2 separate regions of the Hordeum vulgare genome follow, and region 2 is linked to region 1. A link is a contact called in public Hi-C data. All regions are on one chromosome and are shown on one strand. Each heading gives the region's core, a stretch centred on a gene start, on an enhancer-like site or on the middle of the called end of the contact. The rest is flanking DNA. Distances are from core to core; before and after follow the strand shown.

Region 1 (3,952 bases), core at 1,038-3,537:
GACATACCCGCGATAACTTCTATGTTAGTAGCATGGTGATATACACATCAAAAATCTGATAGCTAACACACAAACACCGTGATAACTTTTTGATTAGGAGAAAAAGATGTTGAAAACAGATCTCGGTGCTACCAGTTTCCATACTTGTAGTTTTATAGCCTAAAAATCATGTTAAAGCTGAAATTGAACTTGAGACTTCAATATTGAGATCTTAAGACACTAGCCAACCCACCCACTACTTGGCTCCAAACAAGTTCAAATAAAATACCTTTTTTTACCATCCGAGGTGAAAAGGTTGTTGAAATATACCCCGGTAACTTCTGTGTAAATAAGATGATAACTTACGTACAACTAACCTCACAATTTACATACAAACACACTCATAACTTTTCATCTTGGGCAAAAAGTTATTAAAATATCCCCTGATAACCTAGTGCAAATAGCATGATAATTTACGCACCAGACATCCGATAACTTACATAAAACACATTGATAACTTTTTTACCCATGAGAAAAATGTTACTGAAACATGCCCTGGTAATTTCTATATAAATAGTATGGTCATTTATGCACCGAGGACCTCATAACTTATGTTCAACCACCATGTTAACTTTGATTTCAAGGAAAAAAAACATTGAAATATAACTCCTCCGATAACTTTCATGTAAATTTATGACAATTTTATGCATCACAGACCTAATATCTTACGTTTAAACACCATGGTATCTTTCATCCAAGGGGAAAAAGGTTTTGAAACATGTAACCGGTATTTTTTGTGTTAAATTATCATACTGCCACATGCTTTAACCTTCTCGTACTGTAGTTATCAATCTTATCATGGTATAGTTATTATGTTACTCATACTATATTTATCACGTTCGTCATGCCAAAGTTATCAAGCCAATCTTTATTATTTTTTCTGATATGAAAGAAATAAAAAAAAGGTTCAAATAACATTGCTTATCTACAATAGATATCAAAAGGTGGCTTAGTTGGTTATTAGGTTCAATAATTATTGCATGTTATGCAGCGAAAAACCAGAAAAATCCACTAGCGATTCACTACGGTTTTTGAGAGAAGGAAAAAAATCAGTGCAAGCGAGCATGGGATGAGAGCAATCATGTAGGAACGAGTTGTGCGGATTTGTCCCTAACTTCCGGTCGACTGGAAGTTAGCCAATAATAAAATATGAAAATTCATTTCATGATGAATCTAAGAATCCAATTTGATATTATGGATACTGAGATATTTCAACAAAAATGTAAGCAAATTTAAAGAGGTTCGACTTTTCAAAAAATCAATACACCTTACATTTTAAAATAGATTGAGTACAAAAATTATAGGAATCCAAAAAACATCAACATCGCAGCAAAGTGCGTCCAACCCTTTTAGAAATTCATTATTCACAAACTGGACCGAAGCCATCTTAATGTTTAATATATCCCTTTTTCGTTGGACATGTAAGCATAAGTAAGCATAAGGATCCTAATTTATATCCAGCGGTTAATACATGGGCCTTTTCCATAAGAAAGCCTAACACATTTATAAACAGGCATCCCTATTTTCATATACATACAATCTTCTCATGACATGGGTTACAAGCTAAGTTGTCAAGGTTCCGTAGGGCTAAGAAGACCTATGAATGCTTGAAGGATGATCGTGCCATAGAATGTGTCATTTTTGTCAAGGTATAAGTTTCACATTTTGTTAAAATATCCTACAAAACTACATGTAAAATATACAAATAAGAATTTACCTTTAGAAACACAAATGAAAAAAAACGAAACTACTCTGCACATGACAGTGCACGTACGAAATTTGTACGATGCGTACTATGAATGGTGCTGATTTACAAAATGATGCGACCGAATCGATGATTTGATCCATCCTTCAAAAATCCGAAGGAAAGCTATCTTACCTAGTACTATAGCACTGCTCATAAGAAACATAGTTTGGACAACGTAGGGCCTTCAGGAAGGAAGACATAACGCCCCCCTCCCCCCAACCACACACAGACGACCAAGACCAACCCAATAAAAAGGATGACCGCTCAGGACCTGTCTGGAGAAGAGACGTATGGCAGGGTGTAAACTGAAAGAACGTCCAGCGAGTTGAAAGCCAGCAGCCTCTTGTGCATACTTCAGCAGTGACCGAAGTCTTAGCTTGCTTGGGCAACAAAATTGCCCAGCCATGAACCCTCGAATACAAAACTGACGTCTCTGGGGCCAGTCCAAGGTTTCGGTACATATATATAAGAGGGAGCGTAAGCTCCCCTGAGGTACGGTGCACATCGACATTCGACGGATTACCACATATAAGATTTCTCTCCCACCCCTCGACGCCTTCCGCGATTCCTGTCGCCTCCGGGGAAGACTCCAGTTCTTGGGTTGCTGCGCCGAGACCACAGGTGAGGATCATGGAGTTCTTGCTTTGATTGCTTAGAAGTTGACCCGGTCCTCTTCTTGGTTCGTGTTCTTGCTGGGGACTGGAATCGGTCCAACATGAGGTTCCGTGGCAGGATTATTTATTTTGACTGTGAGTTCTATAGGTGTTTTGCCACTTGAAGTCTAGTTGGTTTTGTTCTAAAGATGGATTCAAGAGCTCAAGTATTGGTCTCAGTTCGTTTAGGTCACGAATGCACTTATGAACTCATCTTGTTGTTGCTGTGGAGATCCTGAAAGTCTGGGGTCATTTCAGCCGGCTGGTAGCTGGTTGTTGTTAGTGCTTTATTCTTGTCTGACCGTTGACCATGTCACAAGAGCAGATTTGTTCTTTTCAGTTCTCTTCCAAGTTGCTCAAAATCACCGTTTCACATGAAACTAATTCAGATTCTCCCAATTTTTGAGGAGAAGGTTCAGTTTATTGGATTGTACCGTCGCGCGCGGTCTGAAGTTGTTGGCACGGAGATCTCCAGTCCGAGGACACACAAAACCGACATGGTGAACAAAATCCCCTCTCCTCGGGATGAACGGAACAAGAAACATCTCTTCTCCAAGGCCACACTGGTGCGCTCTGTGAGCTTCAAACAGTGGCAAGGAGGAGAGAAATCCACAGGTTCAGTTCAGAATAAGAGCAAACAGAGCCTGATAAATGGCATCCAAGACCGACGCAACTCTGACGCATCGAGCCCCAATGTATCGTCCAGCCCCAAATGTGAGCTTGATGCTGCAGCCGTCAAACTTCAAAAGGTTTACAAGAGTTACCGGACCAGGCGAAACCTCGCCGACTGCGCAGTCGTCGTAGAGGAGCTATGGTATGTATCAGTTTCTTCGGTCCTTGACCTTGAGCACTGGGACAGCTAGTTAACATTCAGAAAGTTATAGAAGTTTTGATTCTTATCGCAGGTGGAAAGCACTGGACTTTGCATCACTGAAGCACAGCTCGATATCGTTCTTCAACGGCGGAAAGCCCGAAACGGCGGCGTCGCGGTGGGCGAGGGCAAGGACAAGAGCCGCTAAGGTGACTAACATTCATTGATTCATCAAACCGTCTACCTGGTGCCTTGTATTTTGATCAAACTTGCAGTTGAATGACGCGATCTTTTTCGTTGGTTTAGGTTGGCAAGGGGTTATCTAAGAATGGGAAGGCTCAGAAGCTGGCATTGCAGCACTGGCTCGAAGCTGTAAGTCACATGCTACTTAAACTCTAGCACTAAACTAAGATCAGTAGGTAGTGTCCTACTGTCCACTGAGATTGTTGCAGATTGTTTATTACTACTAATGTTGCCATTTTATGCCTTCGGACAGATTGACCCAAGGCATCGATATGGGCACAATTTGCATATCTATTATGATGTCTGGTCCAGGAGTGAGAGTACGGAGCCCTTTTTCTATTGGTAAGTAAGCTGAGCTTAATATACAGTACCTACTGTCTAGGCTTTAAATTCGCGCAAATTTGGGAACCTAGTACTAGAACAATATAATATGCTAACTGTTTAACATGGTCAACAGGT
Region 2 (3,952 bases), core at 408-2,907, 390 kb before region 1:
GGGGAGTCCCTAGTTAGCAAGCGTCCTTTCGGGAGCCTTGCAACGAGCACTTTACGTGTTGGTACTTGGTGCGTTCTCAAGTATCGCCATGTGTCGCATTCTAAGGGTTTCCTTTGAATTTTATTTTTTTATTTTTCGCACGCGTTTTTGGTTTTTTAGATTGTTTTTTTTTTGAAATTTTGGTGTTAGTTTTCTGACGAAATATTTAATACATGTTTTCGCAAAAAACCTGTCTTTTTTTTTTGCGAGAGTCACTATTTTGTTTCTGTGAAAGGCACGATTTTATCTTTGCGAGAGATACGATTTTGCTTCGACAAGAGGAACGGTCGTTCCTTTCGAAAAAGAGAAAAAATAACATGTTTTTTCGTGAGAGGCACAGGTTTGCCATCGGGAGAGGCACGCCCGTGTCTCTCGGAGAGGAAAAAGTAACGTTTTTTTTCATGAGAGACACGATTTTTTTCTGTGAGAGGCACGGTTTTGCCTTCGTGGGAGGCACGGCCGTGCCTCCTGGAAAGAAAAAAAACGCAAAAAACGTGTTTTCTAGTTTTTTATCTTATCGCGAGAGTCATGGTTTTTTGGTCTTTTTTTTAAAAAAAGTTTATGAAAACCTATCAACATGGGATCTAATTTTTAAAGATCTCGACGCGAGAAATCCAACGGTAAAAACGGTTTAAGATTTGAATGTACTGTTTAGGAGATAAAATATTTTAAAAATACAAATCTATAAAAATAGGAAAAAAAAGTTTCAGGTTACCACAAGTAACACACATGCAGTGTGTCATTTATCACAACTTGAAAAAATGGGAGTGATCTTTAAAAGAAATACTCCCTCATAGCATGATTAATAGCATAGACACGTGGTGGACATTGTTATGTCATCTATAATTTATTTTATAATTAACATGTACAATACTTAATAGATTAGAAGTGTGTCTTATTTTTCTATTATATATGGTTCACCTTTTGCTTTAATTAGTGATTTCCTCGAGGAGGAATAGGCCAGTCGGTGGATCGCCTGTGCACGCGACGAGCGTACGTCCGGTCTGGCCTTTGTATCGGCAAAATAACTCGTATGCTAGGACCCGGCAACCAAACAGCCATTGTTATGAAGGCCGATGAGCCCAGCCCATACACGAACGCTGACATGGATGGATCCTGGAACCGCCTAACCTCACTATGTCGACATCGTTTCCCACTGCCCCACGACTCTGTCGCAATGCACCAACCCACGACCAGCTCCAACCTCCGTCATGCTAATCATTCAGACTGACAAAGGGGCCCAAACTGGGAGTATGTCCCGTATTCAAGTCTCTCGACTTGATCACGATCGCGTGTGCCAAGCAGCTGCCTATCCCTGCCGAAGTATTATAACTGCCGAACAGAAGGAGAACGTGGTATACTAACTCCACGCTCGCGGAGCAGGATCTCAGCCGTCCAAAACACGAATCGACGTCTAGCACAGCAGGGATTCGTGCATCCAGTCCACGTACTCACTTCGCCCTCGCGCTTTTCCCCCACCGTGGGCCCGGACCCCACCGGCAGAGCCTCCTGGTCCGCAGCCCAGCGAAACGCGACCTTCTAGCCCAGGTGAAATCGCCACCGTCCGCATTCTGGATCGTTTGCGTTGACGGATCACGTCCGCTCTAGTACCCCGGCTGTTCGGTGCAGTGCCACCATGACGACACACCCTCCCCCTCTTTCTCTCTCACTCGTACCCTGCGCGCTCTTTTACGTGCGAAGATAGCAAGGCATCCACCGCATCAGAAGAAAGAAAGGCCAGGCCAAGAGGTTAAGGGATCGATCTTTTTCCGAGGTTTCTGTCCTCGAGGAATTTAGCACCGCTCGGGATTCTCAGGGCATGATGATCGGTGTAGCAGGCTTCCGCCGGCACGCGGGCCAGCTCTTGAGTAAAAGCAACGGTAATTCAGTTTGCTCTTCGAGGTTTCTTTCAAGCACTTTTGTGGTTGATCCGATCGATGTCAATGGTGGGTTAGGGTTTATTGCGGCGTCCCTGTCCGCGGCAAGCTGCGCGGACGAGGTGGAGAAGGCCGAGGGGGCGGGGTGCCGGGACGACGCGGCGGCGCTGCGGCTCAAGTGGATTGCCATGGCGGCGATACTGGTGTCCGGGGTGATGGGCGTGGGCCTACCGCTTGCCGGGCGGAAGCGGCGGACGGTGGAGACCGGCAGCGCCGTCTTCGTGGCCGCCAAGGCTTTCGCGGCCGGCGTGATCCTGGCCACAGGGTTCGTCCACATGCTGCACGACGCCGAGCACGCGCTCTCCAACCCCTGCCTCCCGGCTGCGCCCTGGCGCCGGTTCCCGTTCCCCGGCTTCGTCGCCATGCTCGCTGCTCTCGCCACGCTGGTGCTCGACGTCCTGGTAACCAGGTTCTACGAGACCAAGCACCGCGCCGAGGTAGCTCGGGTCAAGGCTGACGCCGCTGCCGCACTCGCCGCCGCGTCCACCTCCGCCAGCGACGAAGACATCACTGTGGTCACCGTCGTCCAGAGTGAGCACAAGGCCCCGCTCTTGCAAGCGCACTCCCATTCCCACGCGCAATCGCATGGTCACGAGCTGGTGCAACCACAAGGACGCGAGGGGGAGGTGTCAGAGCACGTGCGCTCCGTCGTGGTATCACAGGTGGTGTAATCTCTTCGTTGGTTTCAATCAATTGTTTGATATAGTTCCCCTCAAAAAAGTATATATTGATTTTGATTCCTGTAGATACTGGAAATGGGGATTGTGTCGCACTCCGTGATCATTGGGCTGTCGCTTGGGGTGTCTCGGAGCCCCTGCGCAATCAGGCCATTGGTGGCAGCGCTCTCATTTCACCAGTTCTTCGAGGGGTTTGCCCTTGGTGGGTGCATCGCGCAGGTGAGGAATTCAGTATGGATTGGTACAATTATGTGGCATGACTGTGTGATGGCTACAAGGAAAATGAAATAGTTCAAATGACCACAACTACTACCGTTTGCACTTTGTAGCGTCTGTTTTTACAATAGGTTAATCCGTTAATGTGGACTTTCATTTTTCACAGTGATTCAGTATTCTGGTGGCCTTGATTTAGGGATAAAGTAACTATACTAAACTGGTGAATTCTAGGAGCACATGCAACAGAAAAGGATGACAACTTACAAACCTCATGCTCAGAAATCGGAAAGTCAGAAATATCAGGATATTCATTCACAAAAGGAAATGTGAAGATTTAGAACTTCAGAAGTATCAGTTCGTAAGAAAATACAGAAATATAGATAATACTCACTATGAAGGGAGCGCTAATCTGGGGTCAGCTGCCATCCTTATAACACGAGCTGTGAATCGACCACCTGATTATGTTAAACTGAATTAAATCCAGAAATTTTACTAGTCGAACTTGCATTTAGTTCTAGTTTTTGTGGTCAGGGATTGCACCTTTGTTAATTGAATGGAGGAGGGTTGACCTTCACAGATACAAGGTCTACCTATTTTAAATTTGAGGCTGTTATCGGCGGATATTCTATCACCAACTTGTCAAAGTGTTAAACCCTACTGCTACAATCAGATTTCTGTCCACAAAATTACTCTTTGACCAGCTGGTTTCATTTGAAAATTGAAACTATTAGGCATTCAGTTACATGCCATCAACATAGACTTTTATAGTATGGACATAAACTTCTGTGTATCTTGCCTTTCTCAAATTAGTAATATTCTTTTATTGTGTATGAATTGGCTTCTAGTACACCGAGTTTCTTTGAAGCATATAGCTTTCTTGCTTATCGCCAGTATCTATCTGTGGTGAGACACGTAACCAAAAACTTTTCCAGAAAACTAGGCGATACAACTAAAACATATTGGTATGAGTATCCTTTTAAAACTTTAGGTCCAGGATTAGGTGGTTATCACTCTCTAGGAGCAACTGTCTGCAACTGAACTATTTTGAATTTATTTCTTCTTCATGAGAAAATACAATTTATA

What was found. A called contact is a pair of places that touch in the nucleus more often than the background predicts.
Region 2: a contact with region 1 is called in a Hi-C map of leaf, with 8 times the contacts expected there. The contact joins the promoter of LOC123427565 here to the promoter of LOC123427556 in region 1. A contact is called at or near these places in 3 of 6 Hi-C or Micro-C datasets (leaf and seedling) and 1 of 1 datasets of contacts at active chromatin or transcription factors (embryo).

Annotation. Positions count from the first base shown.
Region 1 is chr1H:151,401,233-151,405,184 of MorexV3_pseudomolecules_assembly, reverse strand. It overlaps LOC123427556 (IQ domain-containing protein IQM1-like), which reads left to right and starts at 2,287. Exons shown (of 10, transcript XM_045111638.1): 1 at 2,287-2,407; 2 at 2,853-3,253; 3 at 3,345-3,459; 4 at 3,557-3,622; 5 at 3,747-3,835; 6 at 3,951-3,952. The coding sequence starts at 2,937. The region is part of intron 17 of LOC123427522 (diacylglycerol O-acyltransferase 1-1-like); the gene reads right to left.
Region 2 is chr1H:151,789,031-151,792,982 of MorexV3_pseudomolecules_assembly, reverse strand. It overlaps LOC123427565 (zinc transporter 7-like), which reads left to right and starts at 1,657. Exons shown (of 4, transcript XM_045111649.1): 1 at 1,657-1,919; 2 at 1,995-2,638; 3 at 2,723-2,872. The coding sequence starts at 1,859.